2 separate regions of the Ovis aries genome follow, and region 2 is linked to region 1. The links are chromatin contacts, called in public Hi-C maps. All regions are on one chromosome and are shown on one strand. The core of a region is the stretch at or near the end of the contact, and the rest is flanking DNA. Distances in the headings are between cores, read along the strand shown.

The links. A called contact is a pair of places that touch in the nucleus more often than the background predicts.
Region 2: a contact with region 1 is called in a Hi-C map of skin fibroblasts, with 2.8 times the contacts expected there. The contact joins two enhancer-like sites. A contact is called at or near these places in 5 of 16 Hi-C or Micro-C datasets (blood, liver, skin fibroblasts and 1 more).

The regions. Positions count from the first base shown.
Region 1 is chr2:35,813,298-35,820,052 of ARS-UI_Ramb_v3.0, forward strand. The region is part of intron 1 of KIF27 (kinesin family member 27); the gene reads left to right. Among named protein-coding and RNA genes, the nearest start is that of KIF27, 12 kb to the left of the region's middle. Within about 2 kb of position 2,379, at least 43 of the 54 cell types and tissues checked have an H3K27ac peak or open chromatin away from gene starts, as enhancers often do.
Region 2 is chr2:36,164,939-36,171,693 of ARS-UI_Ramb_v3.0, forward strand. All of the region lies in intron 5 of FRMD3 (FERM domain containing 3), which reads left to right. Among named protein-coding and RNA genes, the nearest start is that of IDNK, 18 kb to the left of the region's middle. Within about 2 kb of position 3,738, at least 3 of the 54 cell types and tissues checked have an H3K27ac peak or open chromatin away from gene starts, as enhancers often do.

The DNA.
Region 1 (6,755 bases), core at 1,129-3,628:
TATCTCCTACCCCTTCCCGTTTTTTAGAATCACAGTGATATACAATTAAGAGATTAAAGATACTAGATTATTTTAGGGTCTCATGATAAATAGTTCAGTTTTTTTCTACTACAAGTTGTGGGTTTTCTTGAGCACTTAGCTTTGTTTTTTTTGATTGGCAAATGTTTTATGTTCTTTAAGACTCAGTATATGCCTTATACTAATAAGAGTTATAAAATTTTCACAGCTTGGTGACATACAGCTAAATTGTTTTTTAAAAGGCCATGAATCCAATCTTAATTCCTTAAGGGAAAAAGTTATTAAAGTTATCTATTGTCCTGAAACATTTTAATTGGTCTAAATACTTCATTCCAAAAGAAATATCACCATTAGGAATAATTTTTGATTCCCCCCACCCAGTTAAAAAATTAATGTGAATTATAAAAAGAATTGCATATGATGCTTAAGAAATCAAATTGAACAAATGAAAGCTTTTTTCATTCCTAGGAAATAACAGCTTGCTGTGTATATTACTGTCTAGAGTCCTCTAGACATTTTCTAGGCTTACTACAAGTATTCACACATGTAGTTTTTGTTTTTTTGTTATTTGTCTATTTAATGAGGTATTTTATACCTGTAATTCTGTAACTTTTTTTTTTATTTAACAGTATAAAATATCATTTCATTTCTTCCCATTTAGGTCATAGGATTTCACCTTTTTTTTTTTTTTTTGACTGCACATATAATATTCCATAGTTTAAATGGATCATAGTTCATCCATTTCAGCATTAAGGGACAGTATTAATGATTAGGTTTGATTTTTACTGTTATAAAAAGTTGCAAGGGGTTTCCTGGTGGTCTAGTGGTTATGATTTGGTGTTTTCACCACCATGGCCTAGGTTCAGTCCCTGGTCAGGGAACTTAGATCCCACAAGCTTCGGAGTGCCCCCCCCCCCAAAGTTGCAGTGTGTACCTTGGTACATTTAACTTTGGATCCATGTGCTAGTATTTCTGTAGAATAGATTCCAAAAAGTAAATTTGTTGAGTAATGGGTGTGTGCTAATTTGCTTCAGTCATGTCCAATTCTGTGCAACCCTGTGGACTGCATACTGCCAGGCTCCTCTGTCCATGGGATTTTCCAGGCAGGAATACTTAAGTGGGTTGCCATGCCCTCTTCCAGGGGATCTTCCCAACCCAGGGATCATCTCTTATGTCTCCTGCATTGGCAGGCCGATTCTTTACCACTAGTGCTACGTGTGTGCACATTTAAAATGTGAATAGATAGTGACAAATTATTCTCCAGAAACACTGTACCTGTGTATATTTCCACTACCAATATATGAAAGCCATTTATTTGCTCTTATCCTTGCCAGTCACAGGAACTCATAAATTCAAAATATTTCTCTCACCATCTGGTAGGTGAAAAATTACACTTTGTTTGAAGTTGCATTTCTTGATGTATTTGTGAAAATAGCATTTTCAATTTCCCAGGCTACCTATAGAGCACCAATTCTAGGTCAGCCATCTACTGTTTGATTATTGACCATACAAATAATGTTTTTTTCTCCAGTAAACGATTGCATTTGCAGTGGCTAGGGCTTCCCTGGTGGCTCAGATGGTAAAGAATCCGCTTGCTATGTGGGACATCTGGATTCAATCCCTGGGTTGGGAAGGTCCCCTGGAGGAGGGGATGGCGACTTACTCCAGTATTGTCTGGAGAATCCCCATGGACAGAGGAGCCTGGAGGGCTATATAGTCCATTGGGTAGCAAAGAGTCGGACAGGACTAAGCGACTAAGCACAGCACAAAGCGACTAAGCACAGCACAGGGTACCATGTTAGGCACTGGGGTAAAATGAAAAAAAAAATTTTTTTTTCAGTGTAATACTTATTGAAAGTCACACTCATTTTCCTTCTTTTCAGAACCTTGAATTTACCAACTTTTACCAAGCATAATGTCTAAAAACTTTCATTTGCATACTCTTTAAATAGTGTATAAAAGCTAAATGATGGCTGTTGAAGTATAAAACTTTATAGTTTCTTTCTGAAATAGTCTGTTTCAGGAATATAAGTATGACATTGATTATGGGTGTTAGGTAAAAGACGACCAGGTATACCAAAAAATGTTTAACAGGCTTTAATGGCAAAGTGCTCCCGGGTGGGGTTCCTGGACCGAACGGGGCAGGTCGAGGAAATCCGCGCGCCGGGCGTGTTGGAAGTTTGCTTATATACGCACGCTGTGAGGGAGGGCTGGGCTAGCGGAAGGGGGTTTGGATAGGTTGCTGGTTCGCGGCGTCGCGAGCTGATAGGTTTCTCTATGCGGCTGGGGCGGGGTGGCTTATGCAACTGAGGCAGCGCGGTTCATGCAGCTGGGGCAGGGCGGCTTTAGCTGGCGGAGTGTGCTGTCATTGGTCCCCGGGATCTGGGAGGCGCCCTCCGTTAGGGACTTCCCCCACAGGCAGGGGAGAGGAGGGGGCGGCTCGTCATGGCAACCGGCGAAGTGTGCTGTCATTGGTCCCTGGGATCTGGGAGGATCCTCCATTAGGGACTTTCTCGCCGGCGGGAGGGAGAAGAGGGGCGGCCAATCATGGCCCCCGGGGTCCGACCTTACAATGGGATCTTTTGGTTACCAGAATACAGTTTGAAGCTTTAATTAGAAATATTATTTGTAATTCAGCTTTTTGTTACATCTTTTGAATTGCTGTGCTTTATCTGTTGAAATGGGAAATGAATGAGCTGTTTCTGATCAGCCTCATATTCTGACTAAGCTAGAATGCATATATAATGCTGGAGTGCTATTGGCTAGTTCCTGGAAACTCTCTAGAAGGCATTTTCACTTTCTTGTACTGGGAAAACCTGCAGCTTCCTTCACTTGCCACACGATGGTGATCTTGCATCTTTTTTGTTTTTTGTTTTGGTGGTGCCCTGGGCAGTGAAAGTGCAGTCCTAACCACTGAACCACCAGGGAGTTCCCCTGTCTTGCATCTTGAATTAAGTGAATGACTGTCTAGGTTAATAAGGCTCAGGTTTTCAGAATGTCTGTTGCCTAAAATTTGAACATTGATAATCTTCAACTTGAAAGCGAGTTGTTTTTAAGGTTCATTTGTAAGCCACTTTTTTGTAGCTTGGAATGTATTTTCCATGAAAGTGAAGGTGTTAGTTCCTCAGTTGTGTCCAACTCTTTGCGACCCCATGGACTATAGCATGCCAGGCTCCTCTGTCCATGGAATTCTCCAGGCAAGAATACCGGAGTCGGTTGCCATTTTCCTGCTCCAGGGGATCTTCCCAACCCAGGGATCGAAGCCAGGTCTCCTGCATTGCAGGTGGATTCTGAACCACCAGGGGAAAAAGCTCAAGCTTTTTTCAAAATGTGCTTTTTGGCTAAGTGTCAAGAAATATGACACCAATATATTTTTTTAAGGGTTCTTGCTAACATAAATGAGTTGCATTCCATTGATTTGGAATACAATAATAGTCTACCTGCATTGTAATAAATGGTCTAAAGAGAGATATTTTAGTGCATAGGACTGTGAGATAAGTTGACCTAACCTGGGCTCAGTTTCTACTACCTCTCTCTGTTTTGAACTTCATTGGTACCAGTAATGCCTGTTGCATTCCTGGGGCTTTTAGTGTTTCTTTATAAATCTTTTATTTTTGCCTTAAACTGTTTTGTTGTCGTCTTGTCATTTGATTGTCAGCATTTTTGTTTTGTGCTTTTTCCAATTCTATACAGCATATTTAGTTTATTTTTATAATCTATATTTAAAACTTTTAGACTATATATGTATTTCTGAAGGTGAAAATTCAAGTATTACAACTGTGAAAGTTTTCCTTTCTTTTCTCTCCCTGTCCTAACTCCCCAGAGGTAACCATTTTTTTGTGAATTTTTTCAGAAGTACCCTTCACATAGATCTATATGTATGTTTTCTTTTACCCAAGTGAAATTTGCTCTGCAGTTTTTTTTTTTTTTCACTTTATGGATCTTAGACATCTGTTTAAAAATAGATGCATGATATACCATTGTTAACCATTCTCCTACTAATGGATTTGTTAGTGTTTGGAATTTTTTCTCAATTACAAGACATCTTCCAGTTCAGTTCAGTTGCTCATTTGTGTCTGACCTTTGTGACCCCATGAACTGCAGCATGCAGGCCTCCCTGTCCATCACCAACTCCCAGAGTTTACCCAAACTCATGTTCATTGAGTCAGTGAAGCCATCCAACCACCTCATCTGCTGTCATCCCCTTCTCCTCCTGCCCTCAGTCTTTCCCAGCATCAGGGTCTTTTCAAATGAGTCAGCTCTTCGCATCAGGTGGCCGAAGTATTGGAGTTACAGCTTCAACATCAATCCTTCCAATGAACATCCAGGACTGATCTCCTTAAGGATGGACTGGGTGGATCTTCTTGCAGTCCAAGGGATTCTCAAGAGTCTTCAACACCACAGTTCAAAAGCATCAATTCTTTGGCGCTCAGCTTTCTTTATAGTCCAACTCTCACACCCATCGTGACTACTGGAAAAACCATAGCCTTGACTAGACAGACCTTTGTTGGCAAAGTAATGTCTCTGCTTTTTAATATACTGTCTGCTGCTGCGGCTGCTAAGTCGCTTCATTCATGTCCGACTCTGTGCGACCCCATAGACGGCAGCCCACCAGGTTCCCCCATCCCTGGGATTCTCCAGGCAAGAACACTGGAGTGGGTTGCCATTTCCTTCTCCAACGCATGAAAGTGAAAAGTGAAAGTGAAATCGCTTAGTCATGTACGACTCATAGCAACCCCATGGACTGCAGCCTTCCAGGCTCCTTTGTCCATGGGATTTTCCAGGCAAGGGTACTGGAGTGGGTTGCTATTCCCTTCTCTGAATATGCTATTTAGGTTGGTCATAACTTTCCTTCCAAGGAATGTCTTTTAATTTCATGGCTGCAGTCACCATCTGCAGTGATTTGGAGCCCCCAAAATAAAGTCTGACACTGTTTCCACTGTTTCTCCATCTATTTCCCATGAAGTGATGGGACCAGATGCCATGATCTTCGTTTTCTGAATGTTGGACTTTAAGCCAAATTTTTCACTCTCCTCTTTCACTTTCATTAAGAGGCTTTTAGTTCCTCTTCACCTTCTGCCATAAGGGTGGTGTCATCTGCATATCTCAGGTTATTGATATTTCTCCCAACAATCTTGATTCCAGCTTGTGCTTCTTCCAGTCCAGCGTTTCTCATGATGTATTCTGCATAGAAGTTAAATAAGCGGGGTGACAATATACAGCCTTGACGTACTCCTTTTCCTATTTGGAACCAGTCTGTTGTTCCATGTCCAGTTCTAACTGTTGCTTCCTGACCTGCATATAGGTTTCTCTAGAGGCAGGTCAGGTGGTCTGTATTCCCATCTCTTTCAAAATTTTCCACAGTTTATTGTGATCCCTACATTCAAAGGCTTTGGCATAGTCAGTAAAGCAGAAACAAAACATCTTTGCTGATCCTTATAACACATTTGGTTGTATGTGCATGTATTTCCATAGAACTATCTCTGAGTCAGAGAGTGATTATGGTTTCAACTTTTGATACTATCGAAACTAATGGTTCTCCAAAAAAGCTGTCCGAGTTTACATTCTCATTGTGTTTTAGAGGACCAATTTGCTCACCTTGAGGAAATGGGGCATAATCAATTTTAAAAATCTTTGCTCACATAGTATTTTAAACAGTGAATAATCATAGTGCTCAGATCATTGTGAACACAGTCTTTCATCAGTTACAACAGTGTGATTTTAATAGTATTTTAGTGTTAATAATTGAGAGAATGCTGGTTAATTCAGTCTTTACTGTATCTTATAATAATTAATAGCATTGCCCACTTCCCCTTTCTCTACCCACTCCACGTGCCATCCACCATCCCACGTCTCTGCTCCTCTCTGTAACAGAACTTTGAAAGTGTCATTCATCTGTGACTCATGGTGTCAGTTCTCTCCATCTGACACGGCAGTTGTCAAGATATCATAGTTGACCTTCACTTTATTAAATGTGTTGGTCATTCCAGTCAAACTGGCCTTTCAGCAAACTTGGTACATACTCTTCACTTGGATTTCAGGTCACCACATTCACAGTTTTCCTCCTACTCTCTTGCTAGTAGTTCCTCTTAAGTGAACCCACAAATGGTTAAATGCCCAGAGCTCACTCTTTGGTGCTCTTCTCTTCTGACTCTTAACGGTTCCTCTTGATCTCAACCAGCCCCATGATATTAAATACTGTTAGGTAAAAGACGACCAGGTACACCCCAAAAATGTTTAACGGGCTTTAATGGCGAAGCGCTCCGGGCGGGGTTCCCGGACCCGAAAGGGGCAGGTCGAGGAAATCCGGGCGCCCGACCAGTTTGTTTATATATGCACGTTGGGAGGGATGGCTGGGCTAGCGGATGGAGGTTTGGATAGGCTGCTGGTTCCTGGCGTCGCGAGCTGATAGGTTTCTCTATGCGGCTGGGGCGGGGCGGCTTTAGCTGGCAGAGTGTGCTGTCATTGGTCGCTGGCATCTGGGAGGCTCCCTCCGTTAGGGACTGAGGAGGGGGCAGCTCGTCATGGCAACCGGCGAAGTGTGCTGTCATTGGTCCCTGGGATCTGGGAGGATCCTCCGTTAGGGATTTTCTCGCCGCTGGAAGGGAGAGGAGGGGCGGCCCATCATGGCCCCCGGGTCCGACCTTACAAATACCATCTATATGTAGCTACCTGACTTCCAATTTTTAACCTCCAGTCCAGACTACTGTCTTGAACTCTGATCTCGTATATCCAAC
Region 2 (6,755 bases), core at 2,488-4,987, 350 kb after region 1:
ATGCTCAAGATTCTCCAAGCCAGGGTTCAATGGTACGTGAACCATGACCTTCCAGATGTTCAAGCTGGATTTAGAAAAGGTGGAGGAACCAGAGATCAAATTGCCAACATCTGTTGGATCATCGAAAAAGCAAGAGAGTTCAGGAAAAATATCTACTTCTGCTTTATTGACTATGCCAAAGCCTTTGACTGTGTGGACCACAACAAACTCTGGAAAATTCTGAAAGAGATGGGAATACCAGACCACCTGACCTGCCTCTTGAGAAATCTGTATGCAGGTCAGGAAGCAACAGTTAGTACTGGACATGGAACAACAGACTGGTTCCAAATAGGAGAAGGAGTACATCAAGGCTGTATATTGTGACCCTGCTTATATAACTTATATGCAGAGTACATCATGAGAAATGCTGGGCTGGAGGAAGCACAAGCTGGAATCAAGATTGCCGGGAGAAATATCGATAACCTCAGATATGCAGATGATACCACCCTTATGGCAGAAAGTGAAGAAGAACTAAAGAGCCTCTTGATGAAAGTGAAAGAGGAAAGTGAAAAAGTTGGCTTAAAACTCAACATTCAGAAAACTAATTTCACAGCATCCAGTCCTATCACTTCATGACAAATAGATGGGGAAACAGTGGCAGATTTTATTTTATTGGGCTCCAAAATCACTGCAGATGGTGACTGCAGCCATGAAATTAAAAGATGCTTACTCCTTGGAAGAAAAGCTATGACCAACCTAGACAGCATATTAAAAAGCAGAGACATTACTTTGCCAACAAAGGTCTATCTAGTCAAAGCTATGTTTTCTCCAGTAGTCATGTATGGATGTGAAAGTTGGGCTGTGAAGAAAGCTGAGTGCCGAAGAACTGATGCTTTTGAACTGTGGTGTTGGACTCTTGAGAGTCCCTTGGACTGCAAGGAGACCCAGCCAGTCCATCGTAAAGGAAATCAGTCCTGAATGTTCATTGGAAGGACTGATGTTGAAGCTGAAACTCCAATACTTTGTCCACCTGATGCAAAGAACTGACTCATTTGAAAAGACCCTGATGCTGGGAAAGATTGAAGGTGGGAGGAAAAGGTGATGACAGAAGATGAGATGGTTGGATGGCATCACCAACTCAAGGGACATGCATTTGAGTAAACTCCAGGAGTTGGCAATGGACAGGGAAGCCTGGTGTGCTGCAGTCCATGGGGTCGCAAAGAGTCGGACACGACTGAATGGCTGAACTTAGCTACTATGTTAGATATTAATCTTGTATCAAAAATAAGATGCTTGGGCTTCTCTTGTGGCTCAGTGGCTAAGAATCTGCCTTGCAATGCAGAGGACACTGGTTCAATCCCCAGTCCAGGAAGAGCCCACATGCCATGCAGCAACTAACCCGTGGGCCACAACTAAGCCTGCACCCTAGAACCCTTGAGCCACAACTACTGAAGCTTGCACCTGAAGCCTGTGCTCTGCAACAAGGAAAGCTACTGCAATGAGAAGCCTGTGCGCGACAGTGAAGAGTAGCCCCACTTTGCTGCAACCAGAGAAAGCCCATGGGCAGCAAAGAAGACCCAGGACAGCCAAAAATAAAATAAAATAAATCTTAAAAAAGAATAATATGCTAATGAGGTAAAAATACACTGAGATTATTAATAAAAAACAAAATCTTGGAAGTATGTATACAACTTTAAAAAAAATAATGGCTATTAAGAATAATAGGATGTCTGTAAAAATTGTGATTTAATATTACATTTAAAATTTTTGAAATCTGTGTCAACAAAATGATTTGATCACATATTCCTCTTAAATGGCCAGACTGTCAAAAAACACTTGATAGACCTTTGGGGACCACCTATGCATGTGGACAGTATTGGAAGGAGCACAGCCCCCTATTAATGGAATGGAATCTGTCCCCTCCAAGGGCATAGACTGGAAGACCTAAGACTGCCATCATCTTAAACCTGGGTAATAAGGCTTTTCTCAGCTCGTTGGTCCAAAACATGACAGTTTCAGTGCTCCTTGTAACCTCTAGTTCATCATCTTTCACTTAAACAGTGTTGGGTGTCTTGAGTCAGAAGCACATATTATTAATGATCATTTATGGGTGGAAAGAAATTAGATGAAGATTTTCTCAAGGTCACAGAGCAAGTGTAACTACCATCTAAATTTAACCCAGCTCTTCTACTTGAGTGTGGGTGAAGTTATCAGGTGGAGGAAGTTTTTCACTTTAAATTCACAGAAAACTCACTTTATTTTATATATGGTTACTTGGCTTTGTTTCTTGAGTTATCTGACTTTTACCACATGGTGTTAAAACGAGACACCTGAACTAAGCTTACCATGTTTCAACCTCACCAAAATTTAGCACACCATGGAATGGGAACCTCCCTTGAACGTGCCTTCAGGTTGGAGTGAAAGGAATAGCAAAGCAACCAAGACTGAATTGCCGGGATCCAGCCCCGGTGGATCCAGGGAATTTGAAGCAGGGACAGCATTGGCGAGGAAAAATTTATTTAATTAGAAATATAAAGAGATTAAGAGGAAATAGTATAGTAGGAAATTTTAGTGGAGGAAAGAGACTGAATAACTTGTTTTACATGGAAGTCAATAAAGTTTCAGACAAGGAGCTTGCACCATCTACGTTAGGCCACTGGTGTCCTCTTGAATAACGGAGGGTGCCCCACCTTGGGCTCCCTCTCTCGTGGATCTTAGAAGCTAGGGCAAGTAAGTAGACATGGCGAGCCTCCACGCCCCAGATGGGAATCAGCCTGAAATTAGAGTAAAGAGGAGACACGGGGGAAACCAGTCCTTCCAATAATTGGCCTGGTCTCTATTGTCTAGAAAGGCCTTTTATACCTTTTTGATTGTACATAGAGATCAATGGGTAATACAAAATTATTCAGCGTTAGCAGCCCAGACTCTTATCAAAACCAGGCTTTTCTCTCTGCATACCTAGTTGTATACACAAGTCTTAGGTGATTTACATCATCTTCCAGCCAAAAGGGCCAATTAACATTTTACGGCCCTTTTCTGATAAGGGTTTGTCAACCAGAAGACTTATTTGTGTTGATCTTCCCGAAGTCTAGTGCCACGCTCAGAAAACACTAAATAAAGTTACATTCTTACATAGCAAAGATACAGCAATTTATAACAAGTAAAAGGAGTACAGTGATTTATAACGAAAAGTAATTAACTCAAAAGTCTAGTGTTGCTAACATCAAAACTATTATATATCTTTTTCCATATCCCGTTTACATTGATTAACATCCTCCCAGGTGCCTAAAGATAAAGAATATGGAGGCCTGGCAGCAATCATTGAGTCAACAGTGAAATCCATCACCAATATGATTTTCAGCTCTTTAGAAAAGGCTCTGTATCTTTAAGATGCTCTAAGCTTTGTGCCTCTCGCGGTTGGGGGGCTGTAAGCAATTCACAAGCTGTAAGAAGTCCGGGAAACCTGTTAGGCAAGTAGAGAGTTATCAGAGGGGGTTTGAACTGAAACATCCCTTTCAAATGCATAAGACTAAAGCCCTGAATTAACTTTTTCCAGAGAGTGTCAGAAGAGTGGAGAAGTACAATAAGGCAGGCAGATTCTTATTTTTGGGGTACATGCTCAGGAAATACCAGGGGGAAAACCTGAGGTCTGACTCGCCTTGCCCATCAGGCCTCTGCCGCATGACCTTGTCACGGGTGGGATTCCTCACGCTGGCTCCTGGCACTGAATCAGAGCAAATGAACCGTGAATCATCTGAAAAGCCTGCTCGGCCTCAGATGAACTAGAAAAGTGTTGACTCACTAACCTATATTCTGCTCGGCTTACACCATTAGCCTGCTTTAATTACACAGTATGTTAAATAACTTGGATCCTCAATGTGCAGCAGTTGACTTAAAATTTTTTGCTTCTTTAGTTGTGTGTGGGAGGTACATTGTCATAAGCATATAAGAACAAGGGGGTAGATGTTGAGAGAGAAGAAGGAGAAGAATCATGTCTCATATCGTAAACATGGTTCTGATTATATATTCAAGGAAAACAGTTAAATTTTTGCCAGTCTTACCCAGGGAAAAGGAAGAAAAATGATCACGCAAGTGAAAGGCTTTCTTGTTCAGCTCCCGAATATTTACTGACATCCAAGCCAGGTCATTGAATTTCTTCTTACCCTCACTGGTTGGGTGGAAATACCTCCTCTCTCTCCTAAATGGCAGGGATGGAGTATGACAGAGTCCAGATGAAACTACCACCTTCTTTCTGTTTGAGACTAGGAAGCATACTGAACAAAACTGTGAAATGAGAAAAAGCTTCTCTTTCTTGACTTTACATTTTAAAAATGTGGTAAAATACACATAAAGTAAAATTTACCATCGTAACCCTTTATTGTTGTGCAACCAGTCTCAAGAACTTTTCATCTTGTAAAACTGAAATTCTATACCCATTAAACAACAACTTACCATTCATTGCATGGACAGGGGAGCCTGCCTGGCTACAGTCTAGGAGGTCGCAAAGAGTTGGACACCACTGAGTGACTAACACTTTCACTTCACTCTCACCACTCCCCCAGGGGCCATCATTCAACTTTCTGTCTCTGTGAATTTAACTCCTTCAGATGCCTCATTTAAGTGAAGCCATACTGTATTTGACTTTTGTGACATGTTTATTTTACTTAGCATAATGTCCTCAAGGTTCTCCTGTGTTGTAGCATGCATCAAAACTCCCTCTTTTAGGATTGCATAGTGTTCTACTATATGTATATACCGCATTTTGTTTATTCATTTGTTGATGGACATTTGGGTTGCTTCTACCTCTTGGCGATAGTGAATAGTGTTGCTGTGAATGTGGGTCTGCAAATATCTCTTCAGAACCCAGCTTTCCGTTCTTTTGGATATATACCCGGAAGTAAAATTGCTGCGTCACATGGTAGTTCTAGTTTTAACTTTTTGAGGGACCTCCATAATGTTTTCCATAGCAATTGCACCATCTTTCAATCTCACCAATAGTGTAATGTGTTCATTTTTCTTCTCATCTTTGCCGCCATTTCTTTTTCTTTTTTTTCTCCCTCCTTTTTTCTTCTTCCTGCCTGCCTATCTGCCATCCTAATCAGATGCGGTGAAATATCATTGTGGTTTTGATTTGCATTTTCTGTACAGTTAGTGAAGTTAATCATCTTTTTATATGCCTGCTGGCTATTGTATATCATCTTTGGGGTAATGTCTATTCAAGCCTTTCTTGCACTCTTTCTCCATCTTAGTGGACTTGTCCATGTCTTCTCTTATTTATTTATGCCCCACCTATATCCTGAAATAGGAGTTGTGGCAGCTTACAAAGACATGTATAAGAACACAAAATGTAATAGTTGAGAAAGTGGAGTAAAGGGAAACAGAACGAAGAGAAGGTGAAGCCAGGAGTAGGATGAGCGCACAGGTACGTTGCAGAGGACCTCGCTTGCTGTTGTACTGCAAGCTCCTTAGCAGCCAGGACGAGGAGGGGAAAATGAACATTCATCGTATGGTAAAACCAAACCAGTTTCTCAAAAGATCACGGCCCTTTCTGTCGCTGCAGCCTGAGAGAGATTCTCCTTACACAGGGGACACTGAGAAACGCTGAAATAGAAGTAAATGACACCCTCTATTCCTCCATTACAAACAATTAGAACTAATAAGAATTATTTATCTTTACTTTTGGCTGTGCTGGGTCTTTGTTGCTGCGAGGGAACTATTTTTCTGTAGTTGCGGCAAGCAGGGCCTACTCTCTAGTTGCATTGGTTCTCATTGCCATGGTTTCTCTTGCTGCAGAGCACAGGCTCTAGGGCTTGTGGGCTTCAGTAGTTTTGGCTTCCAGGCTTTAGATCACAGGCTCGTAGGTGCACAGACTTAATTGTTCCACGGCATGTAGAATCTTCCTGGACCAGGGATCAAACCCATGTCTCCTGCATTGGCAGGTTGGTTTTTTTTTTTTTTTTCACCACTGAACCATCAGTATGTGCCATGCTTAGTTGCTCAGTCGTGCCTGACTCTTTGGGACCTCATAAACTGTAGCCCACCAGGATCCTCTGTCCATAGGAATTATTCAGGCAAGAATACTGGAGTGGGTTGCCCTGCTCTCCTCCAGGGGATCTTCCCAACCCAGGGATCAAACCCAGGTCTCCCACATTGCAGGCGAAATCTTTAGTGTCTGAGCCACCAGGGAAGCCCCTATTTTTGTATTGTTTATTCACTAAGTCGTGTCCAACTCTTTTTGCGACCCCATGGACTGTGACCCACCAGGCTTCTCTGTCCCCGGAATTTCCCAGGCAAGAATACTGGAGTGAGTTGCCATTTCATTCTCCGGCAGATCTTCCCGACCCAGGGATCGAACCTAAGTCTCCCAGTTTGGCAGACAGATTGTTCACCGCTGAGCCACCGGGGAAGCCCAAAGGCCCCATTAAAAACAATTTAATAGTAGTTTTAATAAGCCTCTTTCTTAACACATCCCTTCACATCAGGTAGTAGCAGGAGAAGATGGTTATCTCAGCCCATTCAGTCAGAGAAAGAGACGGAGAGAATTTAATTCTCAATTCAATTCTCAAAATTCAAGAATTTTGCCTTTCTGTTCTACTTGGATTCTCAGTGGGTTGAATGATGACTACCCACATTGAGGAAGACCATCTGCTTTACTGAGTCCACTGATTCACATGTTTTCCCTCACAGACACACCCAGAAATAGTGTTTATACAGCTCTGTGGGCATTTGTGACCCAGTTAAGTTGACACCGCACCTCCCTCAGCAAAATCCTTCCC